Linked DNA regions of Mus musculus: regions 2, 3, 4, 5, 6 and 7 are each linked to region 1. Evidence: chromatin contacts called from public HiChIP or PLAC-seq and promoter capture Hi-C data. All regions are on one chromosome and are shown on one strand. Each heading gives the region's core, a stretch centred on a gene start, on an enhancer-like site or on the middle of the called end of the contact. The rest is flanking DNA. Distances are from core to core; before and after follow the strand shown. Region 1 holds the start of Ckap5 (cytoskeleton associated protein 5). Region 2 holds the start of Nup160 (nucleoporin 160). Region 3 holds the start of Fnbp4 (formin binding protein 4). Region 4 holds the start of Mtch2 (mitochondrial carrier 2). Region 5 holds the start of Phf21a (PHD finger protein 21A). Region 6 holds the start of Ptpmt1 (protein tyrosine phosphatase, mitochondrial 1). Region 7 holds the start of Celf1 (CUGBP, Elav-like family member 1).

Evidence for each region. Promoter capture Hi-C pulls out the DNA fragments that hold promoters and counts their contacts. HiChIP or PLAC-seq counts read pairs in DNA pulled down with a chosen protein or histone mark. Capture Hi-C pulls out chosen DNA fragments and counts their contacts.
Region 2: a contact with region 1 is called in a promoter capture Hi-C map of cranial neural crest. The contact joins the promoter of Nup160 here to the promoter of Ckap5 in region 1. A contact is called at or near these places in 2 of 39 promoter capture datasets (cranial neural crest and frontonasal cranial neural crest) and 1 of 9 other capture datasets (pancreatic islet).
Region 3: a contact with region 1 is called in an H3K4me3 HiChIP or PLAC-seq map of bone marrow-derived macrophages, with 9 times the contacts expected there. The contact joins the promoter of Fnbp4 here to the promoter of Ckap5 in region 1. A contact is called at or near these places in 3 of 39 promoter capture datasets (cranial neural crest, neutrophils and pre-B cells), 2 of 115 datasets of contacts at active chromatin or transcription factors (astrocytes and bone marrow-derived macrophages) and 1 of 9 other capture datasets (liver).
Region 4: a contact with region 1 is called in a promoter capture Hi-C map of adipose tissue. The contact joins the promoter of Mtch2 here to the promoter of Ckap5 in region 1. A contact is called at or near these places in 3 of 39 promoter capture datasets (hematopoietic stem and progenitor cells, liver and pre-B cells), 3 of 115 datasets of contacts at active chromatin or transcription factors (bone marrow-derived macrophages, memory CD8 T cells and microglia) and 2 of 9 other capture datasets (adipose tissue and liver).
Region 5: a promoter capture Hi-C map of adipose tissue shows a contact between it and region 1. The contact joins the promoter of Phf21a here to the promoter of Ckap5 in region 1. A contact is called at or near these places in 1 of 115 datasets of contacts at active chromatin or transcription factors (memory CD8 T cells) and 2 of 9 other capture datasets (adipose tissue and liver).
Region 6: a contact with region 1 is called in a promoter capture Hi-C map of liver. The contact joins the promoter of Ptpmt1 here to the promoter of Ckap5 in region 1. A contact is called at or near these places in 3 of 39 promoter capture datasets (cranial neural crest, neutrophils and second pharyngeal arch cranial neural crest), 1 of 115 datasets of contacts at active chromatin or transcription factors (large pre-B cells) and 3 of 9 other capture datasets (adipose tissue, liver and macrophages).
Region 7: a contact with region 1 is called in a promoter capture Hi-C map of pre-B cells, with 2.9 times the contacts expected there. The contact joins the promoter of Celf1 here to the promoter of Ckap5 in region 1. A contact is called at or near these places in 6 of 39 promoter capture datasets (the C10 cell line, cranial neural crest, frontonasal cranial neural crest and 3 more), 1 of 484 Hi-C or Micro-C datasets (embryonic stem cells), 1 of 115 datasets of contacts at active chromatin or transcription factors (embryonic stem cells) and 2 of 9 other capture datasets (adipose tissue and macrophages).

The regions. Positions count from the first base shown.
Region 1 is chr2:91,524,490-91,528,698 of GRCm38.p6, forward strand. Ckap5 (cytoskeleton associated protein 5) reads left to right here and starts at 2,273. Exons shown (of 44, transcript NM_001165989.2): 1 at 2,273-2,361. It also overlaps the pseudogene Gm13770.
Region 2 is chr2:90,675,399-90,679,607 of GRCm38.p6, forward strand. It overlaps Nup160 (nucleoporin 160), which reads left to right and starts at 1,817. Exons shown (of 37, transcript NM_021512.2): 1 at 1,817-2,072; 2 at 3,616-4,110. The coding sequence starts at 4,011.
Region 3 is chr2:90,743,552-90,747,760 of GRCm38.p6, forward strand. Fnbp4 (formin binding protein 4) reads left to right here and starts at 2,007. Exons shown (of 17, transcript NM_018828.3): 1 at 2,007-2,275; 2 at 3,145-3,237. The coding sequence starts at 2,047. It also overlaps the pseudogene Rpl30-ps3.
Region 4 is chr2:90,845,276-90,849,484 of GRCm38.p6, forward strand. It overlaps Mtch2 (mitochondrial carrier 2), which reads left to right and starts at 1,880. Exons shown (of 13, transcript NM_019758.3): 1 at 1,880-2,110; 2 at 4,096-4,180. The coding sequence starts at 2,024.
Region 5 is chr2:92,181,911-92,186,119 of GRCm38.p6, forward strand. Phf21a (PHD finger protein 21A) reads left to right here and starts at 2,272. Exons shown (of 19, transcript NM_001362829.1): 1 at 2,272-2,442.
Region 6 is chr2:90,916,226-90,920,434 of GRCm38.p6, forward strand. It overlaps Ptpmt1 (protein tyrosine phosphatase, mitochondrial 1), which reads right to left and starts at 1,825. Exons shown (of 5, transcript NM_025576.2): 1 at 1,487-1,825; 2 at 1,385-1,484; 3 at 1,204-1,284. The coding sequence starts at 1,761.
Region 7 is chr2:90,938,077-90,942,285 of GRCm38.p6, forward strand. Celf1 (CUGBP, Elav-like family member 1) reads left to right here and starts at 2,321. Exons shown (of 14, transcript NM_198683.2): 1 at 2,321-2,565.

The DNA.
Region 1 (4,209 bases), core at 1,023-3,522:
TGAGGGCACAGTTCCTCTCCTTCCTTACATGTAACTGTTCTTCCCACCTCTCTTTCACTCCTTCCTCTCTTGCCCCTGTAGTCTCACTCTACAGAAAGCAATTCCCAAATCAATACCACTTAAGACTTAATCTAGTCTTCCAGCTTCTTTCGTAAGCCTACTTAGATGATTCCATTTAAACATCTCGTTGGTACCTGAGAGTAAACAAGCTTAAAACTGGCCTCTCCTCCCTTCCCGTGAGACAGGCCTCTCCTGATTTTCCACTTCCATTTGGGCAGTAACAGCCCTCCCAGGCTCTGGGCTCTAATCCTGACTCTTTCTTGGACTCATTTTTCAAAATAGGGCCCACCTCTGCTGTGATGGCTGTTCCTGGTTGTCAACTTGACTACATCTGGAATGAACCACATTGCAGAAATGGGAGGACATATTTGCGATCCAGATCTTGAGGTTGGAAGACACAGGCTTCTGACCTGTATCTTGACATGAAGATCTTGAGGCATAATGGCCATGAAAAGCTGAGGCCCAGGCAAGGTAGTACACCCCTTTAATCCCAGGGGACTGGGACTCTGGAGAACTCTGACTAATACACAAGTTGGTACCTAGAGTGCAGTGTTCTATGGACATCCCATAATTTATATGGCCATGTGATTTCCAGATTTCTGTTTCTAATATCCCAGTGGCTCAGTAACATTCTTACACTTTTTGTATATGTGCATAATAAATGCCTCTTAGTAGCATTACTGAGCTAGAGAATCTGTAGATCTCAAAATTGTCCTCCTAGAAATTTGCACTCAAATTTAACAGTGAGGTTGAGCATTTGTGTCTCCAAATCTTTGTTCTGAGACAACATCCTACAGCCCCGGCTGGCTTCCAATGCACTACATAGCTGAGGCTTGCCTCAAATCCCATACTCTTGCCTCTACCCCTAGAGTGCTAAAATTACAGGTGAGACCCACCATACTCACATCTTTCTTCTCTAACTCTTGGGTGTTTGTTTCTTTGTTTCTTAGGTTGGTTTTGGTTTTTCAAGATAAGGTTTCTCTGTGTAGCCCTGTGTAGTCCTGGAACTTGCTTTGTAGACCAGGCTGGCCTTGAAATCAAAGATCGGTCTGTCTCTGCCTTGTTATATTAAATCCTCACATTAAATTTGTAAAAAAAAAAAATCATTGTTATACACGTGTCTGTAATCCCAGTACTTGGAAGGTGTAGGTAGAATGATGCTACAAATTTGAGGCATCCTGGTCTATGTGCCAGTTCCAGGTTAGCTTGGACTACAGAGTGGAACCTTGTCTCAAAGACTAAAACAGTGCAGGCAAGATGGCTTAATGGGTAGAGGTGTTTGCTGTCAAGTCTGGGGACCTGAATTTGAGTTCCTGAAGCCATATTGTGGAAGGAGAGGACTGGTGCTTAGCAAGTTGTCCTTGAACTTCCTTGTACCACACCCCATAGTGCACATAAATGAAATGTAGTAAAATAGATTTTTGACAATCATATTTCATCAAATGAATCCTCTCCTTTTCATAAGCACAAGCATTTGTGAAGTAAATCTTGTAGTTCATAAAGGCCATTCCTAGACTCTCAGCTTGTTGTACTAAATCCTTACATTAAATTTGATTTTTTGTTTGTTTGTTTGGTTGGTTTGTTTTTTGAGGTAGGATTTTTCTGGCTGTCCTGGAACTGGCTCTGTAGACCAGGTTGGCCTCAAATTCAGAGATTTGTTTGCCTCAGATGGGATCAAAGGCGTGTGCCACCACGGTCTTTAATTTAAACTTGTAAGGAAATTTAAACATTTACATTAAATTTGTAAGGAAAACATAATTATCCCATTTCCTACACAAAGAAACAGAGGTCCAGATCAACTGAGAAAAGTGATTTGTTCAAAAGAAGTCCAAGACTACAATTTAGCATTCGAGGCTCCTTCCACTACATCTCAGTTGCCTCTTGCTTTCCTCTCAGCACAGAATGATTGCAAGCTCTCCAAAAAAAAAAAAAAAAAAAAAAAAAGGTGTGGGAGGGAGATGTTGACAGCAGTTTAAACATCAGTAGGTAAAGGCAACGTGATCATGACTGGAAATGCAGAGTTTTCCACACACCTTTCGCTCTTCTATCAGAAGCCTTGGTAGCCATTCCTCCAGCCACTGGGTGACAAGCACCTGACCCGCAGCCCTGGGAAACACAGCTGCGCGCGTTCCCTTTAAGGCCGCAGGCGGCGCGTGCCCACAGCTCTTTCAAACGGACCAATAAAGGGGCGATAGGCGGTTCTCCGAGGACCAATGAACAACGAGGACACTGCGGGGTGTGCGGCGGCCCAAGCGGTTTTAAACGGCTTAGAGCAGGCCCCTCGGTTCTGACCCGGCAGAGGTGAGTGGGCAGTGGGTCTCACCTGCCGGCCTGGACCCTGGGGACCCGGCGTCGCGCGCGCTAGAGGACCCACGGCCGCGGGCGGGGCCCCCGCGGACGCGCGCCTCCGCGTTCTCGCGAACCCGGCAGGTCTGAGGCGGCGGAGCGGGGCGGAGGCCTGGGAGCCCGCGGCTGGCAGGGCGGGGGGCGTGGGCGCTCGCTTGTGTTGGTGACCCGGGCTGGGGGTTCAGGTGAGCAGAGCACGCGGCGGGGGAGCTGCTGCAGCTTCGGAGGTTCGCTGGCGGCCCCGGGCCGCGCCTGAAGGCTGAGCTGTCCGAGGCCGGGGCGGGGGCCCTGCCGGCAGGCCCTTGGTGGAGGAGTGCGCCTCGCGGAATTGTTAAATGAATGAACAAGAGCACGGGAGGGCTGTGGTGGGTGTGAAGGGCCTAGTTGTCTCCTCCGAGCCGGGACCAGAGCCTGGTGCCTGGGCCTGCCTCCATCCCTGCGTCCACTACCTGTGATGATTTTGTAAGGATGCTGTTCATTCGCCGCCCCGCCCTTGGTTTTCTCCCTCAGAAAGTGTCAGCAGAGTTCAGGGATTTTGCAGCTCTGAAGGTTTCCGGCACCAGTACAATAGCCAGCAGGGTAGGTGAGCCAGGCCTTGCCGCTAGGTGAATGAGATTCTCACTTTTTAGCGCTTAGCAAATCCTTGTTGAGAGAGCTGCCCAAAGTCGTGGTAATTGCTATGCAAGATTGAATGCATCCCATTTTGTTTCTTGCGGAGGGCAGGATGAAAGAGATGTTGCCAGAGAGGCTGCTGTGTGTAAAAGAATATATTCTTGTTGATGAATCTTAACAATGAGTTTCTGATTCAGCACCAGTAGAGGTTTTTGCAGAACTTGTCCCAAATTTATGCATGACTCTTAATTCTCCTAGGAACCAAGGCATTAAATCTTGGCCCAGATAGGATGCTTGTATTACATTATGCATAATTATAGAACTGGAAACTCATTTTTAGAAAGGTGAAATATTTTTTCTCCATTTTCATCACCCTGAAAACATCTTCTGTGACCTAAAGAGCGAGAATATAAATCAAGTTAATGGTCATTTGAGACTTTTCTAAAGTGACTGGTCAAGTACGATTTAATAAAGAGAAAATCAAAATCAACTTTTTTTTTTCCAATATAAGTTAAATCACTGTAGTAAGCCTGTAATGAAAAAATTGTACACAAAACTTTTACTTTTTTTTTTTACCTGGGGCTGGAGAGAGGACTCAGTATTTAGGGGGCAATGGTTGCTTTTCAAAGGAGTTGGGTCTAGTCCCAGCAGCCACAACCGTTTGTAACTTCAGGACCATGGGGACTGATGCCCACTTCTGGCATCCATGGGTGCTGCATATACGTGATACACACACACACACACACACACACACACACATACACACTGGCAAAACACCTATACATATACATATTTTTAAGGACCTTTTGTTTATTTTTGTGAGTGGGTGCATATGCTTGGTGTCAGGCAAATTGCCTGACGTCTATCGTGTGGGTCTGGGGACCAAACCTTAGTTGTCAGGCTTGGCAGAAAACACCCTTACCATTTAACCCTCCTCTCTGGTCCCAACATTTTTACATACGTTTTTAATGCTGTTCACATAAGGAGGTGGCAAGCAAAGGTATTCCATTACAATATGCCATATACTTTCCTCTCTTTTAAAGTTTGGATTATCAATTTTGAGTTATGTGGGCTGGTGTGTGGTAATTCAGCAGCAGCAGTTCAGTTTGGAAAGAGCAATTAAAAATAATTAACTTCTTTAACAATAGCTTTGGATAGTGTTAAAATATTTTTTCCCAAGATTTATGAGTA
Region 2 (4,209 bases), core at 567-3,066, 850 kb before region 1:
CTGAGTTCGAGGCCAGACTGCTCTACAGAGTGAGTTTCAGGGAAGCTCGGGCTGCATACTGAGACCTTGGCAAATAAAGAAACAAGAAAACAAAGAATGTATTCAGGTCTTTCAGCACTGAGCTGTAAGGAAAGACAGTTAACATTAATGCAAACTATTCAGGAAGAAAGGAAACATCTTTAGACCATGACACAGGCATCTCAGACACTGCTTGCCTGGTTGTCCTGTGATATTTCAGCCATATCTTTACTGTAACTATCTTGTATAATAATTACCATACCTTACCATTATCTCTACTTCCCCTTTGCAACCCCCACTAAACTGAGAGAAACTCAAAAGCAGAAAACTTGAAATTTTTGTAGTGTTTAAAGATATTTTAGTTGGGTGGTGGAGAAACACCTTTAATCCAGCACTCGGGAGGCAGCAGGCAGGTGGATTTCTGAGTTCGAGGCCAGCCTGGTCTACTGAGGGAGTTACAGAACAGCCAGGGCTACACAGAGAAACCCTGTCTCGAAACACAAGAAAGACAAGGTATCTGGCTGCTTAGCCTATTTTGGGGGATCATTATAACCCAGTGCCCAACATGCAATCAAGACTGAAAAAATAAGTGTGGGACAAACCAATATGCTTCCAGGAACTGGAAAGCTACTTACTATGATTAATAGAACAGCATGAAGATAAAAACCAATATTTAAAAATCTAGAGAAATAGAAAAAAATAATAAGCCCTTTGCACTGTGGCTAGATCTCAAGTCATTGCTATTATCACTTTTGAAAGTCACTGGCCAAATGACAGGAAACCACATTCCTGGAACCCCCGAAATAAAGTAATTACATTGAAAGTGCTCACTGAAAAATAACACTAATTTCCACTGAAAGAAATTATTCCACTGAATAATTCAATAATTTCCATCGAATTACCACCCAAAAAAAGTCACTAAGTTCGGGCAATGTAAAGTGTTACTGTTAACTTACTGCAATTCACCTTGAATTTACTGTAACATGAACCAAAGGTCAAAGACAGCTTGAAGCTTGGAAAACATCACATCTCAAGTTCTATTCAGCCATAAACAAGAAGAAAATCATATCGTTTGAATGAAAATGGTTACGTTGGGGATCATCATTATTATTAATAAAGGAAGGCACAAAAATGCAAAATCTAGATTTAAATATATGTATACATGACATAAAAGGGGAGGGGAGGACTATTATTTGGGAAGAGGAAGGGGAACAGTAAGAGGGAAAGGGAGGACAAGATTTGCTAACAGGTGAATGTGAACAAAGTAGGCTAAAGTACATGTATGAAAATGTCATATGATGTCCATCATTTGTAAAATGAATAATAACATTAATAAAAAAGCAAACACACACTCTAATAAAATCTTCTGCCTACGTCTGTGAGACAGGGTTTGATGTAACCTAGGCAGGCCTCACACTTACTATGTTGCTGAGACTAGCCTAGAATGCCTCCACCCTCCAAGCACCCAGGATGACAGGTGTGGGCCACTATTCCCAGCTTCATCATGGACCCCCCATCACCCTCCTTTGCCCTTCTTCCCAACTAGTTCCTCTTCCACTTTCATGTCTTTTCTATCTGTGACCCACTGGGTTTAATTAGAGTTGCTTGAATGAGCATGGGAGGGAGTCTTATTTATAGGAGCACCGGCAACTAACCAGCAAATACACCACTGGAGAAAATTACTCCTCCCTCACAGCAGCCACTGACTTTACCTACGGCTCCTCGGGGAGCGATGGGGCCTCAAAGTCCAACCCCCACCACGGAATGTTGACAGGCCCTGTCTTTTGTGTAGGTAACCACAGTTATGATCTCACGAGAGCAGCCACCATGCTGTGTCCAGGAGGCAGTGTCGTTACAGCACACCTTCCCGTTCATCTTGCATTCTTTCTGCCTTGATAGAGATTTTGAATATGTGGGGGAAATGACACTAACAACAAGTTCCCCAAAACATATCTCATTCACCTAGACCAGGCTGGCCTTAAATTCAGAGATCTACCTGCATTTGCCTCCTGTGTGCTGGGGTTCAAGATGTGTGCCACCAAGCCGCACAACAGGTAATCTTTTAAAAAAATATTTTTTAAATTGTGTGTGTGTGTGTGTGTGTGTGTGTGTGTGTGTGTGAGCTTCCCTCTCAAAAAAAAAGTCTCTGAAGCAGAGATTTACACACAGGAAGGAGCACACAGTGTGCTCACAGAACAGCATTGCTAGGGGAGTGAAGAAAGCAGGATTAGGCAGAGAAAACTGAACTGAAATTGACCAGGATGGACCTAGATGGAAGCAAGGGACCAGGACCTTAGGCTTCATCTTGATCCACTGAGATGCATCCACTGAGTGCAGACATAACTCCCTTTTTGCCAAGTACAGAAGGACAGGGGTTAGCAGGGCTCTAGGGGAGACTTTATCTTAGTGAGATTTAGAGGAGTAATTTAGTAAAAATGGAAAAATTAAAGATGCTAAAATGAGGAATAGACCGAAGGTCAAGGTAGGGAGGGTGTCTCTCTATAAGTTCAGACACAGTTCAATGTACAGAAACAGAAGCATAAGGCTATAATTGCTGGTAGGAAAATATGGTTGCAGGGCAAGTTGTCTTCTTTTGTGAGGAATGGGGACGTCAAGACAGTTTCTGTTGCCCTGGTTGTCCTGGAACTCACTCTGTAATGCAGGCTGGCCTTTAACTCACAGAAACCCACCTACCTCTGCCTCCTGAGTGCTGGGATTAAAAGCTGCTTTTTGTTTGATTTGAGCCAGGGTTTTAGGCAGCCTCAGGCTGGCCTTGATCTTGACATAAATTGGAGGATAATCTTGAACTCCTGATCTACTTGCTTCCAAAAGCTGCTGTCAGTGTGCCACTATGCCCACTCGGCCGACTTCAGAGTAAGCTAAGAATGAGTGGGGGTGAGGGCTGGAGACATGGCTCAGCGGTTAAGAGCACCGACTGCTCTTCCCAAGGTCCTGAGTTCAAATCCCAGCAACCACATGGTGGCTCACAACCATCCGTAATGAAATCTAGCGCCCTCTTCTGGTGCATCTGAAGAGAGGTGTGGGCAGTGACAATCACGAAATAGTCATTAAGGCAATAAATGGTCAAGGGAAATGCAATTGCTGGGGCAGAATTATGGAACTTCGCAATGTTGTGATTCTGATGGAGTTGCCAACGAACATGTTCAGCTGTAAGCCTGAAGTTGTAGTTTAATTTATTTACTCATTCATTTACAAAGTCTCACTATGTAGCCCCAAACTGGCTCTGAATGATCAATCTTCAACCTCCAGAGAATACTGACCGATCCCAGAAAGAAATTCACAAACAATTCCTTGCACGTTTGCAAACTGTACTGTATTTTCGATAACTTCAAGAAGGTTGGGGCATTAATATTTAATTCAACGCATCCGACCCGTGTCGCTCAGAGTGGCAAGTGTCTGTAATCCTAGTACTCCGGAGGCTGGGGCGGGAGGATCAGAGTTCGAGGCCAACCTGAGCTGACATCTCAACACATACATGTGTATGCGGGTGTGTAAAGAAAAAGTTTCGCAAAAATGCCAACACAAAGAATCCCTCCTTCCTTTTACTTTTCCTCCTTGTTTCGCTGAACGATGAAGAGGCTGGATAACAACTTACACGCCAACGCTCTAACGGAGGGGAAGGTTCCCGCAAGCTGGGAGTGTGCCCGTCAGGCCTCTTCCCCGCCCGCGCCCGCTTTTCAAAATGAAAACACGCACAGCCCCGCCCCTGCTCGAGGCCGTCGGGAAAAGGGCGCCGCCGCCGCAGCCGCCGCCCGTCTCCGGCCGCTCCGAAGTGACCGCGAGTCAAGGCATCTTCTTCCCGCCTCAGCCTCATTCTCGCGGTGAAAAGCCGCAGATGAGCCTCCGACCCGCGGTCCTCAGGCAGCCAAAATCGCGCACACACATATCCCCGCCTCGCGCCACACCCCCGGAAGTGACGAGCCGACGTGACCCGCCCTTGTCCCGTCAGGCCTCACGGCGACGGCGGGAAGATGGCGGCGGCGGGATCCCTGGAACGGAGCTTCGTGGAACTGAGCGGAGCTGAACGCGAAAGGCCCAGGCACTTTCGGGAATTCACAGTCTGCGACATTGGTACGGAAAGGGCTTGGGAGAATGGGAGCCACTGCTTTCCCTCGGGCTCCCCAAGTAGGCCTTTGGTCTCCCCTGGTGGATCCAAGTCCACATGCCTGA
Region 3 (4,209 bases), core at 757-3,256, 780 kb before region 1:
CATATGTATGTACACCATAAGCATAGTTGGTGCCAGAGGCCCGAACAGGGCTACAGATCTCCTGGCACAGGAGTTACAGTTGTGAATCACCATGTGGGTACTGGGAACTGAAGGTCCTCAGAGCAATCTCTCTAACCCCAGATATTTTTGTTTTGAGACTGGGTCTCACTATGTAGCCCTAACTCTAGTGGAACTCGGAGATCCACTTGCCTGGCCTATTATTCTTGCTCTTTTTTTTTTTTTTCTCCTCGAGACAGGGTTTCTCTGTATAGCCCTGGCTGTCCTGGAATTCACTTTGTAGACCAGGCTGTCCTGGAACTCAGAAATCCGCCTGCCTCTGCCTCCCAAGTGCTGGGAATAAAGGCATGTGCCACCACTGCCTGGCTTGTTGTTTGTTTTTTGAGACAGGGTTTCTTTTTTGTTTTTTGTTTTTTTGGTTTTTCGAGACAGGGTTTCTCTGTGTAGCCCTGACTGTCCTAGAACTCACTCTATAGACCAGGTTGGCCTCGAACTCAGAAATCCTCCTGCCTCTTATACTCCCTCTTTAACATCCATTCTCATACATCTTCCCCAGATTTCTCCTTGTATTATTATTATTTTATTAATTTATTGTTATTATTGTTATCTTTGAGACAAGATCTCACTTTGTAAGCTCTGGTAATATGCATACCTGGCTAGACTCACTTGAAATCTTCCTACCTCTGTCTCCACTGAAATTATAGACATGAACCATGACAACTACTTCCAGTGTTATTAGAACACTTCAGTAGCTCTCCAGGAGTACAGTGCACCATCTTTAGGCATTATTTCTCATCTTCTGGCCTGCTGTCATTAGTCTAGAAGCAATCAGGGATGGGTGGAAGGAGTGGGTCCTGGAGAAAATCAGCATTATCTTGCGTGGTAACTATCTCTGGGGAGAACATTAATGACTCAGGATGTCACCTGACTCTAGGAATGGGGAACAAGGAAGACTCAAAATGTAAAGAGCTCAGCCTCAAGGTGGAGGAGTTGGAGGTAGGGCAAAAAAGTAGTGTTTACAGAAGTAGGATGAGGTAAGGCTTCGGTATCCCATATGAACAGTTTGACTGTTTCCAAGGTCCAGTCATTTTCCCTACTAATCACGTCGTATTTCGTTTTAAAGAGCCTACTGGGGCTGGAGAAATGGCTCAGCGGTTAAGAGCACTGACTGCTCTTCCAAAGGTCCTGAGTTCAAATCCGAGCAACTACATGGTGGCTCACAACCATCTGTAATGAGATCTGATACCCTCTTGTGTATCACAGCTACAGTTTACTTACATTTAATAAATAAATAAACCTTTGGGTTGGGGCGAGCGGGGCTGGAGCAAGAAAGTGGGGAGAGAGCCTACCGTAAACCCATCACTTGGGAAGCAGAGGCAGGCGGATTTCTGAGTTCCAGGCCAGCCTGGTCTACAAAGTGAGTTCCAGGACAACCAGGGCTACACAGAGAAACCCTGTCTCGAAAATCAAAAACAAAACCAAAACAAAACAGAAAAAGCCTACCGATGTATAAACACCCAGCATCATCATTGTTTAATACTATACCCCAAAGAAGCTACAATAACCAAGAGAACTTGCAGAAGGGTGCAATGTATCTTTATCTTCCTCAAAGACAAACAGCAATAAGCAGCTGAAAATAGCTACAAGATGGCGGACAAAGCCCTAAAGAAAAGACTTGGCTAACAGCGCATGGTGCAACCCCAGTCTAAGGAAGTCGCACACACCGCGGGCCCTTCCGCACTATTGGCGCGAAGTCCTGTCTTTTCCCTTTGCTATTGGCTACCGAGTCCGTCTCAAGTCAAAACAGCCAATCGCCTTTTCCCTGAACAAAGCCCACCCACCATGGATGGAGCGGAACGTGCGTAAAAGCACCGGGGCGCAGGCCGCATGCGCAAGTGCACCGCGCCGGTTAAAAGCGGATCTCCTCGGGAGGCGGTGCCACGGTTCATGAATATTGATTACGCACCGGGGCGCTGTGCGCCCGCCCCACTAATCTGCCGTCGTTCGCTGCTCGCGCTCCGGCTCATGATGGGGAAGAAGTCCCGGGCGGTACCCGGCCGCAGGCCTATCCTGCAGCTCTCTCCACCGGGTCCTCGGAGCAGCACCCCGGGCCGGGATCCCGACCCCGATCCGGATCCCGAGGCAGATTCGACTGCGGCGGCGACAAGCCAGTCAGCGCCGGCAGCAGCGACGGCGGCGGCCGCGACGTCGCCCGCGGTGCCTGCCTCCGCTGCCCCAGAGGACTCGCCTTCAGAAGGTAAGGGCGCGCGAGAGGAGCCCTGCTTTTATTTGGGACGTCTGAAACTCGAGCACGGGGCTTGCGGCCTAGGTTCCCGGGTGTCTCTTCGGACCCGGTGAAGAAGAGAAACCCTGGCGGGCGAGGTACACCTCGGCTGCCAGCGATCTGGGGCCCGCGGGACGGCGGTCGGGGACTCTGGGAGGCGGAAGGCCGGGCCCGGACTCATCTGAGGCGCCTTTGCGGTGCAGGGGTTTCTCCCCGGAACCTGTGCCGTCCACCGAGGCTTGGGACCCCAAATGTCTCCTAGATGACTCCCTTCGATCTTAATAACGCAGAAGGTGGAGGGCAATTTCCACGTGCGAGCCTTGAGGCGGTTGAACCTGGCCTTCTCTACTTGTCACGCTTGGTTTCGTTTTTGTTGAAATGGAGACACCACTCTTTAGAAGTGAACAAACCCATATTTTTTTCTTATGCTAGACAAAGCATCGGTAACCCCAGACTTAAGGGAAAGTGACAAAACCTGTGTGTGGGCTTTTCTGGAATTGTGTTTGGGTTTAGGGTAACAATTGCATGGAGTAGATGCCGGAGAAGCTATACTGTATCAAACATTAAGAATCAGATTAATAGGATGTACATAACGTGTGGAAACGTGCAGAAGTATTTATGCATGTTAATTGTTAAGTATTGCAGGTGCCATTTTCATAGTGTTCACGTTCTTACTGTCGCTACCACTAAATGAATGGAAGGGTAGATCAGCTTGTTTTTTGTCTTCTTAGTTTGCATCAGTGATACACGCTGGTTTTATAAGTTGATTCAGGCTGAAGGTCAAGCTTTGGACCCTGGCCCACTGACTGACTGCAGCTTCCTTTTGTGCATTCCAAATACAGATGAACAAGAAGTGGTGGTGGAGGTCCCCAACGTTGTTCAGAACCCTCCAACACCAGTCATGACCACCAGACCGACAGCCGTCAAGGCAACAGGTAGAGATTTTTGTTGTTGTTTTTGCCTTTCCCTTAAAATATCTTTTATTAAGTTGAAAGATAAAAGTGTGCAGCTGGGTTGTTGGATGGTTAAATGTTGCTAATTTATTATTTCTCATAAAAAGTCGTTGAAGCTTTTCTAGGATTGGGGTTGCATATCAGTGGTGAGATGCAAAACTCTGGGTTCCACTCTTGGCTTACAAAAATGGATTAACAAAAAATAAATAAATCTTTCCTGAGGGCTTGCTGTGTATAAACTTTTAAGTAACATGAAAGTTTATTTATGGCTGCAGACACACATTCGTGCTTCTAAGGCTGGGCCACATAACTTGTTTATCTATTTTTTGAGAGTGTCTCAAGTGAACCCAAACTTTTTTTGGGGGGGGGGGGCAGTTCGAGACAGGGTTTCTGTGTATATCCCTGACTGTCCTGGAACTTTGTAGACCAGGCCGGCCTTGAACTCAGAAATTCGCTTGCCTCTGCCTCCCAAGTGCTGGGATTAAAGGCGTGGGCCACCACGCCCGGTGTGAACCCGAACTTTTAACTGTTCAGGTAGATGGACTGCACAGACACCTCTTCTCCTCCAGTCCACTTGTCTTGACCACTCCACTTCACCCCCAGCGCTGGTTACAGATGAGTGTGCTTCATACTCTGCCAAAACATGGCTATGAGGGCTCCGAATGCAAGTCCTTAAGCATTTTACAAAGGGAGTCATCTCCCTGCCGGCTTTTTGGTCCTTTTGTGTTTTGTTTGTTTGTTTGTTTGTTTGTTTGTTGTTTTTTCAAAAGGAGCTCTGGCAAAGTTTTATTAAAGGAAAACTTTCTTGTTTACTTCTCACCAGTCTGTTCTGGCATGCTTCTAATAATATCAGAATCACCTGGGTCAATGATAGCCAGTGTGCATACTCTGTAGTATTTTCCCCGCGCTATGCCCAGTTCAATATTATTGCCACTGTAGTGATGGACCCCAGTT
Region 4 (4,209 bases), core at 630-3,129, 680 kb before region 1:
TCTGTTTTCTGCCTCTGGGAAGTTTTCACATTACTTACCATCCCCTCTTTTCTTTTCCCAAAGCTGGCCTATGCCAAGGTGCTGTTCTCTCTCCCTCCCTCCCCACCTTTGACTTTTCTTATCCTCCTAGCTTGAATATAAGTTACTAAGTAACCCATTCTAGGGTCACCACACTGAACTCTTATCAGGGATTGTCATTCATATCACATCTTTACAAATGGCCCGTTTGAACTGTGCTCTTCCTTTACTTATAATTCCGACTCCAGTTCTCTGTCCCATAACGTCATGGGTAGCTTTTGCCATGAACCATTAGGAATGTGGTGGGACATCCTCAGGTGCCCAACCCTTCAGCCCCGCGACATTCTGAGCCTCTCATTGCTCACAGGCAAATAGAATTTTTTTTCCTTCACCACCCATGCACAAATACCCTTCTTAATGGTCTTGCTGTTTCTAAGTCATGTTGAGAACTGTGTTTAATTAAGAGCAACATGTAATTTTTTTAGAATAAAAAGCTACCATTTACTATTGCATTTTTGTTGTGTATGCCAGGCTAGGTCCATATTGCTTTGAGATAATGTTTTGAAGTGGATATTATTATACTTATTTGCTTAAAAGTTTTGAAGAGTTGGGATGACCTATATAAGGTCACACTGTAACTGGCAGAGGTAGACTTTGGATGAGGCCCATTGGACTTCAAAGCCCGTGTGCCTGACCTACAAACTGCCTCCCAATATCAGCTAGTTCTGGGCTGAATAGAAGGCCATATTAGGACTAACTTCTGTATTTCAGCCAATTTCTCAAAAACTCCATATATACAGTTTCACTTAATGTTCATAAAAATACACTGAGTTAGTTGCATTGTCCTTATATTTAGATACAAACACTAAAAAATTTAAAAAGGAAAGTGACACATGGATCCAAAAGGAAAGCCAGATTCCAAACTCGGTTCCTTGTTCATTCTCAGCAGTACACACTAAGTGCTTGCACTAAGTGGTGTCTGCTACAGAACAAAGGGGCCAGAGCTGGAGCAATGCCTTTTCTTCATTTTGCCTCTAACAGCCTGGGTAGCCCGATTGGCACTGAGCTTTAATAAATCTTGAGCACTGGTACATGCCAGGCACTGGGGGAAAATAGTGTACAAAGGCCATCTCGGTTCCTGAACCCAGAGTTGACACTCTCAACTGTCAAAGACAATTTCCCAGTGACAGGTGTCACAAGGCAACGGGTAGGAAATACGGATAAAATGGATTTCGAGTAGTCAGAGAAGACATGAAAAAAAAATTTTTTTTTTTGGTCAGTATGTCACCATGTAACCCTGGTTTACCGGGTATCCAGTTTGTAAACCAGATTAGCCTTGAACTCACATATCCACATTCCTCTGCCTCCCAAGTGCTGGATTAAGGGTCTGTGCCGCCACATCTGACCCCGAGGGGGCACATTTTGTTGTAGTTGCTTTTTCTTTCCAGTACTGAGGACTGAAAGCAAGGATGTCGGGAAGTGCTCTACCACTGAGCTAATGGTAAACGCAAAATCAGGGACCTGCAGAATTCACTGTTAAGCCAGACAGGATCTGTTGTTCATTAGACATGACAACTCTAACGGAAAACAACCATCAAACTTTACGTCGTCAAAGCCTGAAAGAGGATAGGAGTATAACTCAGTTCTTCCAGTTGTTAGTCCGCTGACCTTGCCTTTGCCGTCAGGGTCACCCCACCACCACCCCATCATTACCATTCCCTCCCTACTCCTTCCGGACACTTCCGGCTTGCGCAGGCGCAAGAGAAATCGCCTTTCCTAGAGGCGCGAGGAGCCCACGCCCAGACGCATGCGCGTCCCTCCCACAAGCCCCGCCCCAGGCGGCCCCTCGCGAGCGCCTGCCGTTTCTTTGGGCGGGCCGGTGGGCGGAGCCTAAGCGGGCGGCGCGCCGCGGGCGGGCCAGTGAAGCCGGCGCCCCCGACACGTGATCTGGAACCGGCTGTGTCGCTTGGTGACTCCGTCTGTCCGTCCGTCCGCGGGTGCCATCATGGCGGACGCGGCCAGTCAGGTGCTCCTGGGCTCCGGTCTCACCATCCTGTCCCAGCCGCTCATGTACGTGAAAGTGCTCATCCAGGTATGAGTCGTCGCCCTTTCCTTCCCCGCCCGCGTCCTGTCAGGTCGCCACCGCCCTCTGCGCCTTTGGGTTGGCTCTGCGTCCCAGGCCTTCACCCTCTCGAGATGCTGCCCTTCTCTCCCCTCAGGAACAACTTCCACGGCCTCGCGCCCCTCTCGGAGACATCCCGAGGCTCGCCCCGGGCAGGCCGGCTCCCTTTCTGCAGCCAACTGCCACCCTTGCCTTCCCTGGCCGGTGACTCTTCTCAACTTTGTTTTTCCTTTCCCTGATCCTGGCCGGTTGCCACCGAGGGCTTCCCAACCCTTTTCTTGTCGCCCCTCTGATACTGGCGTTCACCTCACCTCGTTCACTCCTCCTCAGCGAAATATCTCAAACTCGAGACGTGAAATAACTCATCTATGGGCAAATTTAAAATTCTAGGAAAGCCAACATCTTATTGTTCTTACTCGGTTTTTCTATTTGCTGTTTCTACTTCTATTCCCGTTCAGAGATTTTAACACCAGATACCCGGATATACACAAGGAGCGCATTGAGAAGTGATAATGAAATCAGATTTCCTGAGGATCCATTGAGCGCTTTCACAGTAACCCATGTGGTTCATGACAATGAAAATCACGTTGGTTAGAGCTGGAAATCAGTTCTGTTTAAACACTTTAGCGAGTTTAAATGTAACATCAAACCCCGGATGTCTCTCTTGCCTCCCTTGCCAATCTGCTATAAAATATTTCTAAAGTGGTCATTTATATTCATGGGTAAGGAGGCCTACTTTTAGCTGGTGATAGTATTTTCAATTGCTCTTCTAACTTTCCCTGTGCTGATCAGGGCCATTTTTAAGCATTTATTGAGGATTGCCATACCTCATGCATTGTGTGTCCTGGAAGGAAGCAGGCTTTAGAATCCCTGTCCTCAATGTTTACCATTCTGAAAAGAGAAAAAAAAAAAAGCAAGACTCTAGAATGGACTTCATTTTTAAATTGTTCTTCATACAAATTGTTGCTAAGTTGACTAATATAAGTGTAGATGTTGAAGCGCAGAGTGAAATCTGTGTCTAGAACAGAATTGACAGTATTTCGCAGTACACGTATGAACTCACTACTCAATAGTTCTCAAAGAACAGTGATTTTAGTGACATTCAGTGTTTTTGCCTCAACAATCCAATATCCTAAATTCTGATTTCACAATACCTCGTGCGTTGCCAAGTATCTCAGGAGGTTGATGAAATTCCCAAATACTACTTTAAAGCTGCACTTTCAGTGAGTTCAGAGAGGGGGTTTTAACTCAGAAGGAAGAATTGCAACAGTAGAGCCCAAACTGCCCTGTATTTTTTTTTTTAATCTCAAGTATCCCTTTGGCACTATAATCACTGAATATATTGTACAAATAAAATGGCAATCATTAATTTTTATGGCTCTGTATATTGCTAATGAGTCTGTACATTTAACGTGGACCTAAGTTGTAATTATTTTTGTAAGTGAATTACCCAGCTGTATGCATTTGCCTTTGTTGTCTAGTTATCCATGTAGGTAGGCATTTGACGATGGCTCAGTGAATATTTTATTTTGTTCAAATATGAAAAATATTGTAAAAAATATGTCAGCTTTATCGGTAAACTAGGCTTTCCTGACACAATGGTTTGTTTCCTTGTTCTGTTTTCAGTTTAATAATCTAGTCACATGGTTTACTCTATAGACTCAACTCAAAGGGAAAGTTGGAGTTTATTGAACCCAGTCTTAATCTATCCAGCAGAACAAAAGGCTGATAAGGATGATACTTCATCAATGACTTAAAAAAACTAAACTGCATTTTTATTTGTAAAAATTATGGGGCTGAGGAGGTAGCTTGCTGGCACTGAGCATAAGGATGGACATTGGGTCCATTTCAGCATCAAACAAACACATTTGAGCCTGGTTTTCTTTTTACAAGACCTTGTAGCCAAAGTATTCCTGGGTATTGCTCAGTGTTGATGCATTCCTTTGTTTTTAAAGGTGGGATATGAGCCTCTTCCTCCAACAATAGGACGAAATATTTTTGGGCGACAAGTATGTCAGCTTCCTGGCCTCTTTTGCTATGGTAGGTGCCTTTGATTTATCTGGAAGGGT
Region 5 (4,209 bases), core at 1,022-3,521, 660 kb after region 1:
TGCTGTGAATTCTTTTTAACCTAAAACTACTACTAAATGGCCTATACACGAAAATAAAGTTCACTTTTTTTACTTTTAAGAAATCAGAATTTAAAAAAAAATGCCTTCTCTTGAGAAGCTAAATTTAAAATTTGCAGTTCACAGAAGAAAACCTCTTCATATCCAGTGATCTCAAAGCCCCTCTGGTAAGATAAAGACTGTGCGCTTATTTTTAAATACTATTTCCTGGAGAAAATATTATTTAATGGAAAAGACGTGACTAGTAACAAATCAAGTCTAAGGCTCTCCCTGGTCTTGCCAGCGACTCCCTTTGACTTTGGGCAAATCATCTTACTACTGTTGCTCTTTATCTGCAAAAACTGGACTTCATGCCTATGGGAGTTGCATGGTTAATCAATGCCTGGAAAATGCGTAGTGGCAGATGCTACAAAAGTGCTGAGCCTTAAAAACAAAACCACCCCCAGCCCCCATTTGTATTCCGTTGAGGTTGAGGTTTATTGTTATTTAACATAGGAAGGCTAACACTACGTTAAGTCCAGCGTGCAGCTCAGAACAGAGATCACTGTCCAGATGGGATTTTTTTTTTTAAGAGCTAAGATTTTTTTTTTTTTTTTACTTTTAAAAAAAATTGTGGTTGGGGGTTATTTTATAACCCAACAATTCACCCGTGCAAGAGCATTAAGCTTCAAGTTGAAAACTATCGATTTAATAATTTAAATGAACCTCCTCAATGATTAAAAAAAAAAAAAAAAGGCCCTCCCCGCTCAGCCAAGAAATCTCTGAAAACAAGAATTCTTCTGATGTCGTCCCCCCCAACCCCCGCCCCTGCAGTTCTCCATGTTACAGTCCTTGGAGGTGGACTAGGCATAAAATACTTTCACTAATAAAATATGACAAACCGCCGGATTATACGTGGCCGATTCCCAGTGATTGCCCTGCTACACAAAGCAGAAAAGTAAATGCCATCATCCCCCTTAGAACAAAAGAACTTAGGAATAAAAAACATGGAGAGGGGGGCAGAAAGCAGCAATAAATAAAGGTGAGCGAAGGACCCCGTCCCCCGCCCCTCCCCGGAGCTAGAGTGGGACTCGGCACGGCTAATAAAGTGGTTCAAGGGTAGTTATTTGCAAAGGGGGCGGGGTGGCCGGGGATTGCATGTTGCATTCGACTTGAGCTTGCATCTTCTCCTGTTGCCTGGACCACTCGCTCCCCCATTGCAGTGCTTCCTCCTCGCTCCTGCCTCCTTTCCACCCCCACCCCTGCAAACTGCTGTTGCACTGGAGGGAGTTGGGGTTGCTCGGGAGCCCCCCAGCAGCTCTCAACGGCGGGAGGGGACCGGGGCTCGGGCCTGGCCGGGGCTGCGACGCGGCGGCGGGCCGGGAGTTTGGCGGCCGCTCGGCCCCAGCGCCGCCGCCGCCGCTGCACCGGAGTTTGGCTGCTGCTGCCCTACTTCACTCTAGTTTAGTTTCACTCACTTTACATCCGGGTTTTTTCCCTAGGCAATGGGTGCCGCAGCACACCCCGTTCCTTAGGCAAAGTGAAATAAATTCGCCGCACCGACACGTCAAGTAGTCCGCCCGCCCGAGCGCCGCCGCGGGCCCCCGCCGCCGCCCCGTGCCCCCGTGGGGGTCCCCGGCGCCTCCCGCGAGCGACGGGCTCGCACGCAGGGGCGCGGGGCGGCCCGGGACCGTCGCGGTCCAGCTCCGCCCGGCCCCCCGCCCGCCCGCCCGCTCTTCCCTCGTCCCCGCTTCCCCAGCTCCAGTCCCTCTCGCCCGGCTCTCGGGAGCGGCGGGGGCGCGCACGGCGGCGGCGGCGGGCCGGCGGGGCCGCGCGGCGGGCTCCCGCGCGGGCGAGTGTGTCTGGGCCTGGGCGGAGGGATCCCCGGGCTGAGGCGGCGGAGGTGCTGCGGCCCGGGGCCGGGTGGTGAATGGGCTGGTGGTGCTCGCTGCTGCTGCTGAGAGGAGGAGGAGGAGGATGAAGAGTTGGGCTTGTTTGTCTCCCACAGTTTCTCTCCTGCTGCTCTGATTCCTCCCTCCCCATTCCGGCCCGGGGCCTGTGTGTGTCTCTCCTGGAGGAGGAGGAGGCTCCAGTTCCTCCCCCCCACCCCCTCCTCCCCACCCCCCCTTGCCTGGGGAAGAGGAGGAAAGAAACAGCCCAGAGAGAGAGAGAGAGAGAGAGAGAGAGAAAGAGAGAGAGTGTGAGTGAGTGAGAGAGAGGAGAGGAGGAGGAGGAGGGAGAAGGGAACAACCTACCATCTTAACACACTAATATCTAAAAAGTGCGAGAGGCCCAGAGCAGCAGCAGCAGAAGCAGCAGCGGCAGCTCCAGCCTCTTCCCTCCCTCCCCATGAAGAAGAGTTCCCTCCTCCTCCTCCTCCTGCTTCTCCTGCTCAGAGTTCCTGCCTCCAGCTGCCAGGGGGGACAGCCAGCCAGCAGCAGGAGGGTGCAGTATCCCAGCTTTTTCCATTCTCTCTTTTCCTCACTCTCTCTCTCTCTCTCTCTCTCTCTCTTTTTTTCTTGAGTAGCTCTATTTCTCCTCCCTCCCCCTTCCCCCCCTCCCTCTCTCCCTCTGTCTTGTCTCTGGTGTTTGTCTCTGGGAAGGAGCAGGGGCTGCTTGCTTGGAGTTTGTTGTGGGGGGGAGGTAGGGGGAGGGGAGGGGTGTGTGGGAGGGAGGAGGGAAAGGGGGTGTTCTTGTCAGGACCCCTCAGTCAACTTGAGATTTCAGCAATAACTTCCCCTTCGGGGCGCCCCCCTGCGTGCCCTTTTCCTATTCCTCTCCCCCCCCCCTCCAGGAAAAAAAAAAAGACAATGGGAATACCTCGTCTCCCCCCTTCCTCCCCTCTGCCCTCCACCCCTCCCTAGGATAGATTGGAAGTAAGTTTATGAGCAGCCTCGGGAGCCTGGGCGCTGAGTACAGGGCCAGAGCGGGTGACAGGGGCGGCGCGTCGGGGGTGGCGGCGAGGGGGCGACACAGAGTCCCCGTGGGGGGTCGGGCTGGGGGGCCGCAGGGGCGGGGGGCGCGGGCCGAGGCCGCCCCCCGCGAGTGCCTGCGGCCAGGGGATGGCCGCCTGGGCCCCTTCCCCACCCCCACCCCCTGGGATGCTGTCGGGGGGAAGTTTTTATTATGGTTATTTAATTTTAAAAAATATTTTTTTGGGAAAACCATCTTGTTTGGTGACTGAGAGATCTGGTTTAAAAAAAAAAAAAAAAAGCTGCGGCTGCTGACGCTGCCGGGCCCGAGTGTGTGTGAGTGAGTGTGTGTTGGTGCATTTGTCTTGGGTGGCCGGAGCAGCGTTGGGGAAATTCCGCTTATTCTTCTTCTTCTGCAACTTGTTATTCCGAGGAGTCCGCCTGCACCCCTCACCCTGGGGCGGCCCTCCCGCCGTCGCCGCCGGCCGGCCGCCCCGGGACCCCGCGCGGGCCGGGGACTCGCAGGCCCCTCAGAGAGGGGCCGCGGCCGCCCCTCCCCCCCGGGCCGCGGGGGGAGGGGCGCGCGGAGTGGGACTCTTTCCGTTTGGTCCAGCCCCGCGGTGCACGCAGTTCCCAACACTTCTCGTCATCCTCTCTCTGCTCTCTTTATTCTGCTGAGCGGTGCTGTTAGGATTTCTTTCTCTCTCTCTCTTCGCTCGCTCTCTTTTTTTTCCTACCTCCTCTTCCTCCCTTGACCACGCTCGCAATGGTGGGTAGCTGCAAGGTGGCCCTGGCAGGGGAGGGGTTTGATGTGGACACTGGGGCACCGGGCGAGAGAGGTCTCCTTTCAACTTTGTCTTGTGGCTTGCACCCCGGGAGGAGGCCACATGCCGATTGTGGGGTGTAGATGTGCCGGGAGTGATTTCTAAGTAGTTGAGTTGTTGAGATGAGGGTACGACGGCTAGTGGTAGACAGGTTTTGTTTTCGTGGGTGAATTCGGTGTCATCATATTCCGGTCATATGTTGAAATATTCTTTGTTTAGGTCTTGAAGTAGAGGATCTCCCTCTGCACGTCCACATTGTGTTGTTTTTAAATGATGTTTCCGGGAGTATGGATTTCTAGAATCACAAATGTGATTTTAAGGTCTCGGCATGTGTGGGCCTCAGCACTGGCCTTGACAGTGAACTTTATGGCTGTGTTTTTGGACTTCTAAGATTTTATCCCATGGCTGGGATGCTCGTTATGCTTTTTCTTAATGGTAGATAATCAGGAATGTAGAGTCTTGAGCTGAGGAAGTTA
Region 6 (4,209 bases), core at 575-3,074, 610 kb before region 1:
CACTCTGCAGATTCTCAATGATAACTATTAACATAGCATATATAATAAGGGGTGCTCTTCTTTTATAATTTTCTTTGGAGCAGGGGTTTCAAGACAGAATTTCATTATGTAGCTCTGGCTAACCTTGAATTTACTTTGTAGATCAGGCTGGCCTCAAACTCACAGAGATCTGCCTTCCTCTGTCTCCAGAGAGCTGGATTAAAAGTGTGCACCACTATGCCTGGCAGGAAGAGGGTACCCTTTTCTTATCTGTGATTTTGTTTTTAGACACAGGCTCATGTAGCCCAGGCTGGCCTCCACCTCACCACACACTGTGGCTGGTCTCAAGTTCTTGATCTTCCCACCTTCACTCACAAAGTGCTAACATAACAGGTATGAGCCACACTCTTAAAGAAATGCTTTTCTTACAGTTGGCCTTCGTCTCCAAAGCTACAATAACTAATTCAAACCTGATGCTAAAATATGTGTTGAAATGAATGAAATCAGCAAGGCACATTGTATTAGTCAGGGTTCTCTCGCTCCACTCCCTGAGCCAAGCATATTCAAACCACCACACACAAGTCACAATTTTAGTTACTGAGGTTAGTGACCAAAATCACAAATACAAAATGGGTGTATTAGCACATGCCTGTAATCTCAGTACTTGGAAAGTGGAGGCAGGAGAATCGGATCAGGACTTAAGACCCCTGTCTCAAAATAAACAAACAAAGGAAAAGTAGCATATACATGTACAATTCTGTGCATGAAGAACTGTACCCCCCGTCCCCATTTTGAAGCAGGACTTCCTTGTCCTGTGTCCTGACTGACCCAGAGCTCACTACATACAATACACCAAGCTGGCCTGGAACAACTTCTTGCCTTAAGGGGGCTGAAATTCCAGGAGTGAGCCACCCACAGCGGGTTAGCTCGCTCTTTTTAGACAATGGCCAGGACACATTGAACTCCTGGGCTCAAAAGATCCTGCCTCTGCCACCTGAGTCTCCAGACTCGCAAGACTTCTTTCTGGCTTATCAGCTTCAGCGTCTTTCCACCTGCAGCCATTTGAGCTTGACCCACATACACAGAACTTGAGAAGGCAACTAGGTCTCCAACACTGGTCTCGGAGACAAGGTCACCCACGGCGTCCTTCCTCTTCCCCTAGCTTCTCCAGCTTTCCCAGGCCCGAGTGCTGGGCCAGCCAGGCCAGAGGGCCCGGGTCCTCACCTTCGAGGTGTTGCACAGGAATCGGGTCTCGTACTCCTCGTTCATAGTGATCACCCCGCGCACGTTCTCGTCCAGTACCAGCTGCCGAGGCAAAGAGGAGGCTCAGCGAGGGCCGCGGGGCGCCCGCAGAGGCCCTGGGCCCGCTCCCGGCCCGGCCCGGCCCGGCCCGGCGGTCTCTCACCCGGCGCGTCATGTTCTTCAGCGGCAGCGCGCCCAGCAGAACCGTGTGGTCGATGCGGTGGTACCAGTCGCGGTGCGCCGGGCCGCGCACCCTCCCCCGGACACTGTGTAGAGCAGCGTCGGGTAGAAGAGCACCCGGGCCAGGCCGGCCTCCAGCCACGCGGAGGCCGCCATCCCGCCCCACCCCGCCAGGCGCAGTGGCGAGGCGCCCCACCCCGCCAGGCGCAGCGGCCAGCCACCGGCCCCGGGGCTCGCGACCAGCCACCGCGAGAAGGACGCGGAGGACGAGAGCTGAGGGCCACCTGATGCCTCCCGACTCTTCGAAGCTGAGTCCCCGGAGTCCCGGCCCTGCCCGAGGGATCCCGGAACAGGAGCCATGGCTCCAAAGGAGAGGCGCCGCGAGGCGCGGCGAGGGGTCGGGTGGAGGGAGTGGAATGGCAAGATCGGGTGAAACTGTGACCCTGCCTAAGGAGCAGGGCCGGCTCTCCAACCCCTGACCTTAGGGAGGGGCCGTGACCCCGGAGTGCACCCATCACTAAGGAGGAGGCTCAGCAGAGAGGCTCCTCTAAACAGGGAAGGCCCTGGAGAAGCCGAGTCTGCCTGTAAAAAAAGCGGTGGTTGTCAGCTGCTCTTGGGGGAGCAGGGAACCTGAACTTGAACCTAGGTGGTGGTCTACTGCCCTGTGTCTGTCTGTCTGTGTCTGTCTCTCTGTCTCTCTGTCTTTCCCCGCCCCCCCCCCTCTCCTTTTTTAAAACCAGGTCACACTATGAAGCCCTAAATGTCTTCTACTGGCTATGTAGCTAGCTCCAGGACACACAAAGGAACCCTGTCTCAAAAAAAAAAAAAAAAAAAAAAAAGTGTGTGTGTTGGGTGCTTTGCCTGCCTGTATGACATCACCTGGGTGCAAAGTCCAAGGAGTCCAAAGAGGATGTTGGAACCCATGGGACTGGAGCGTGACTCGGAGAGAAAGCTGGAGAATGCTGGAAATCAAACCAGGGTTCCCTGGAAGAGTAGCCAGTGCTCTTAACTGCTTAAATATTTCTCCAGCCACAAGAAAATACTCTTAACCTGTATCTGCTGCTTTTCCCCTCCTTTTTGGTTTTGATTTGGGGTGATTTGTTTGTTCGTTTTTCAAGATAGGGTTTCTTTGTGTAGCCCTGGCTGTCTTGGAACTCTCTTGTAGACCAGGCAGCCCTTGAACTCAGAGATTCACCTGTCCCTGCCTCCTGAGTTCTGGGATTAAAGACATGTGCTACCACTGTCTGTCATCTTTTTCCTCCTTTTAAAAAAGAGATATATTTTATTCTTATCAAAGAAATACTCGTAATAATACCCAAGAAGGAAAGAGTAGGTTGAGAGGAGTTTGGAGGGTGGGGATGAATTTTATCAAAGTGCATTAATACATGTATGAGATCCTCAAAGAATTAACAAGTATTAAATTTAAAATGGAACGTGTAGAGCTGGAGAGATGGCTCAGAGGGTAAGAGCACCAACTGTTCTTCCATAGGTCCTGAGTTCAATTCCTAACAACCACATGGTAGCTCACATCCATCTGTAATGGGATCTGATGCCCTCTTCTAGTGTGTCTGACAGCTACAGTGTACTCACATACATAAAATAAATAAATCTTAAAAAAAAAAAAAGGTAAGGAAAAATAGCCCATTTACTTTAAATCGATAAGTGAAGCAGACATGCCATTTTCAGTGTGGGGATTGGAAAGTATAGTAAGAATTGAGTCTGCCATCATGGTGACACACCCCTTAATCCCAGCACTCAGGAGGCAGAGGCAGGTTGATCTCTGAGTTAAAAACCAGTCTGGTCTATATAGAGAGTTCCAGGCCAGATGTCTGTCTCAAAAAAATAAATGATCCAATAGTATTATTATATCTTTTTTGAGAGAGAGAGAGAGAGTGGCACAGGGGGGCCAAAAGAGGGTATTGGATCCCCTAGAATATCAGTTGCTGATATTGTAGCCTTCCATGTGGGTGCTGGGAACTAAACCCCACTTTTCTCCAAGAGCAGCAAGTGCTCTTAAGTGCTAAGCCATCTCTCTAGTAAATTGGACTGAAACACATGACACTTGTTCTATGTCAGCCCTCCTGGAGCTGGGACCACCGGAGCTGGGACCACCGGAGCTGGGACCACCGGAGCTGGGACCACCGGAGCTGGGACCACCTGGAGCTGGGACCACCGTGTCTGACTTCTCTTCAGTGGCAACACCTTTTTCGTGCCATCCTGAGATATGGTTCATAACCCATAGGATCTACGTGCACCTGCTTTTAAATTTATTTTTGTGTGTTGGATCAGGGAGGATGCTTGGCAGAACATAACTTGAAGGAGTCTGTTCTCTTCTACCATGTGGGTTCCAAGGATGGAACTCAGGTTGTCAGTGTTGGTAGCAAGCACCTTGTTCCCCCTGAGACTTCCTGTCAGCCCTGATTTACCCTTTAATATATACAATTCAGTGAGTATTAATATACTCTTGGGGTTGTGTCATCAGCATTATGCAATTTTTGGACATTTTTACCTTCAAAGGAACTCTTTTTCTTTTTCTTTTCTTTTCTTTCTTTCTTTCTTTTTTTTTTTTTTTTTTTTTTTTTGGTTTTTGTTTGAGACAAGGTTTTCTCTGTATAGTCCTGGCTGTCCTGGAACTCACTTTGTAGACCAGGCTGGCCTCGAACTCAGAAATCTGCCTGCCTCTGCCTCCCGAGTGCTGGGATTAATCAAAGGAACTCTTATACACATTAGTAATCATACCTAATTCCTTCAACAGCTGGCAACCGCTAACCTACTTTCTGTGGTTGTGTCTGTTCTGAGCATATACAT
Region 7 (4,209 bases), core at 1,071-3,570, 590 kb before region 1:
GATTTGTGCAGTGATTCCCAGACCCCAACACACCCTTTGCCTATAAAATTTCATTTCTCACTTTGTGCGAGTTAGGATAAATGTTGTTAAGCTCATGGTTCCAAAGACCCAATGTAACCCCTTATATACTGACCAAGAGTTATGACATCAAAGGTTTCATGCGTTACAAGGAAGAGGAAGAAATGTTGGGGGCCATAGCTACAGAGATTCCATCTTGTATATAGTCTCCATTTCATACTAAGCTAAATTCCCAGGAACAGCTCAAATGTTCTGGATAAATCCAAGCCACTGTATCCTGCTCCAAACATCACTGGCTGGCCTCAATCCAGGCCAAGCTATCAAGTAAACCACCCGAGACACTTATTATGCAGGAAGCCACCTAAAATACCAGGTGTGAAAAACCCAATGTATTCGTGAATCTGGTTGGATGCCCCCTACCCCACGTAGTCTGTGGAGTTTTGTCTTTAAAAGTTGTTCTGGGGCTGAAGAGATGGCTCAGCAGTTAAGAGCACTGACTGCTCTTCCAGAGATCCAGAGGTCCTGAGTTCAATTCCCAGCAACCACTGTAATGGGATGCCCTCTTCTGGTGTATCTGAAGACAGCTAGAATATATATAATCTTTTAAAAAGAAAAGAAAAAAGTACAGGAGCAAAAAGTTGTTCTGTTCTGCCCCTGACTGACATAGTTTTGGATCCTGAACCCCGCCGTCTCCCTGATATATCAGCCTTTGAATAAAGTTGAATAAAGAAACATTTTGCTGGCTCAAAACTTGGTTTTCATAGTGGATTATTCCCAAATTCTCAGACCCTAACAACGCAAACATTATTTTCATCATTATCCCTCCAATGAAATAAATTCTCTGCAGTAACCCTAACGACTCTTAGAAATCTTCCATTACCAGCAGGACTAATTTTTTCTCCTAACAGTTATTTTTTTTGCCAAGAGTCTTATTCAAGAACTAGTTAAAAATACCAGTGTTCCATCTTTCATAACCACTCTAATTTTTCCTAACGTATCCATCTATATGCAACTAATTCAAGTTACATCTCTAACTCCATTCCCATCAATCAACAACAAGAAGGTAGAAAACCAATTTGAAAATTGGAACGAACAGGCCGGGTGTGGCGATACACGCCTTTAATCCCAGCATTTAGGGGAGGCAGAGGCAGGCGGATCACCAAGTGAGTTTGAGGTCAGTCTCAGTAACAAGAGGGAGTTCTAAGACAGCCAGAGCTACACAGAGAAACTCTCAAAAAAACAAAACAAACAAAAAAAAAAAAAAACAAAAAACAACCAAAGCTTTACAGTACAATTTAGGTAATTTGATAATGAACAACCTAGGGGCTAATTGTTTTGATCTACATGATTGTTTGTGCCTCTAGCACAGGGGAAAACTCTTGGCTGCTGCTTGGGGCAGGGGTGGGGGCTGCCTTAGTGAGTGTGGTAGGGTAGGGTAGGGTATAACCGGCATTTGTGGATATATATTTTGCTTTAGGAAGCTAAGTGATAAAGAGAAATAATTGCCAACTCATGAGTAATTTGTAAATTGATGGAGCCCTGACCTCCCAGAACTAAGTTTTCTCAATCTGCATTTCATTGTCTCACATTTCACTGACTTTGTGTAATAAACAACACACTTAATGCGTGAATCCAGCTAGATGCAGGTTAGGAATACCGAATCCTAAAAGGGGGTGCTGGATTCGTAAAAAGTGTTTTAATTGTTATTTTTTTTCCCAAGAAGAGTAGGTTTGGACTGGGTAGTCTCTTAATAGAATACTTAAGAGCTTTCTGGTGCCGCAGGGATTTTTGCCAGATTGCGCATGCATGCAGTTGAACATCTCTGTACAGGCACTTCCCTAACTCTGAAAGCTTGCAACACACATTCCATCAGAAGGAAGGCCTGGATACAGTTGTCTGTATGCTGATGTGCAAAAAGAAAGGGTGTGCCCTGCGTCCAGTGTTAGCCAAGCACCCATCATTCATTCATTCATTCATTCATTCATTCATTCATTCATTCATTCATTCGATATTTATTATGTGTATTTTTCATTGCCAAGCTGCGTTGCTTGCCCGCCAGAGGTGCAGCTAGTGCGGTGCGCAGAGGCAAGAACTTCAGATTCCCAGGCCGGGGTCTTCCCTCCAGTGCAGCTCTGAGACAAAGAGATGCACCCCTACAGCTCCCAGGGCTGAGGGCTCCGCCCGCGGCCCCCAGGGTTTCAGAGCGACTGCTCCTTCACTCCCCGGCCGGAGGGGGCGCTGCAGCGCCGGCCCTCCGCCCGCCCCTGCGCGGCGCTCGGCTCGGCTCGGCGCTGGCGGGCGGCGCCGCGGTGGTACGTTCCCCTTCGCCGCCCGCCCCCTCCGCGGCGGCCCTCCCCGCCGGTGGTAGGTGCCGGAAGTGCCGCCATTTTGGGGTGTTCTGCTCTGGCGGCAGCGGCAGCGGCAGAGGCGGCGGCGGCGGCGGGACGCGGAGGCTCCCCCGGGATTCGGCCTCAGCAGCGAGGCAGCGGCGGCTGCGGAGGAGCAAGGCAGCAGCTGAGGCAGCGGCGGGCTCAGGTGCAGCCGCTGGTGAGTGCGGCGGCCGCAGGATAACGGGCCGCGGGATGAAGGGAGGGAAAGAGAGGGAGGCTGGAGGGAGGCGCCGCGGGGCGGGTCAGGTTCGGGCGGCTACGGGTCACAGGGCCCTCCGGGTGCGGTCGCTCCCGCTTCCCCGCACCCCGGGGACCAGGCCGCGGACTGCTCGGGACTCGGGGGCCCATTCGCGTCCGCCCGGCGCGTGCCCCTGCTCCCAGGGAGACCCGCCCTCCTCGTGGCCTGGCCCCGGCTCCCTTGCCCTTTGCCTCCACTCTCCCGGCCCCGAGGGCTTGCTTCCTGCACCGCACCCGAGTCCTCCTCTCCGGGTCCGCTGGGCGAGATCGCGGCTGTCTACCCGAGACGCCGCTTCCCTGACCCTGTCGCCCCACGTGTTCTTCGTGCCCACCCCCGGGGGTGTCCTAGATTCCCGCCCCTAGAAGGCAGCGCTCCTCTCGATCCTCCGGAGCTCTTGCAGTTCTCGCCCTGGGGCCGCTTTGGCTCGCCCTACCCCCCACATCAGGTGCTCGCTCGCCCAGTCAAGGCCTAGTAGCAGGGCTCGAATCTCGCACCCAGGAGCGGGGACGGCTCTGGAGGGTGCCTTCTTCGCTAGGTCCCAGGCTTTGGATTTAAAGTCGGTAGTGGTGTCTCGGTTGTGGTGGTTCTGACAGGATGTTGTTTTAATTTTCTCCGACCATTGCATATGCTTTTTAAGGAGCTTCTCATTGGTTTAGAGACTGATTCCGGGGAGAAAGTGTGAGATTTTGGTCAGAGCTTGGTTTAGCACAACAGAATCTCTTTCTGGTGCTCAGAGTTAATGCTGTATATAAAAGCTGTTGAACAGTTTTAAAGAGCATAGACTCTGTTGATAATGTCTGCATTGTTAGGAGGTTACAAACACCCTTTGCACACACTTAAAAGGAACTTAACCTTTAAAAGATCTCTTCTCTGTCTTCTAGTCTCTGAGTTGAAGAGGTTTGAATTGCACTTTTTCACTTTTTCCAGTTTGTTTCTTTTTAGATCCTTAGAATGACGGTGTCTTCAGATGGAATTGCTTAGAGTTCTTTTTGGTTTTGGCATTAACAAGTGTACTTGGAAAATCATGGAGGTTAGAATGGACCAACTGCAACGGCACTGATTTTTTTTTTCTCTCTATACTAGTTTTTATATTAGTAGTTTTATTGCCTGAGAGTGTGGTTTCTGATCATGACCTAGGGAGGATTGAAAGCCATGCTTATGGTAAAGCAAAGCTGGGATTTGCAGCTGTTACTTTAGCTGGCAAGCTTATGAGTTCTCTTGGTTTCTTCTTCTCCACCACCTGTTTCTCTTAAGAATGGCTCTTGGCTCCAGAGCCTACGTCTCCATCCTCTCATTCATTCTTACCCTTTGGGTTTTCTTTTCCCAAGGATCCATTAGCAAGAGGGGCTGTTACAGTTGAAAGGGTTGCTTTTTTTTTTTTCTTCAGTGCTTTGGCTTTCTCACAAAGGAAAGTGACTTATTTGCCCAAGGTTATTATAGCAAGTGCTTTTAAAACATCTCCCACCAAAGGTTTGCTTGCTTTGCCTTTGTAAAAAAAAATTCACAACACTATCACACTATCATGAGCAATGATGCAGATTTAAGATGTGATGGAATGGCAAG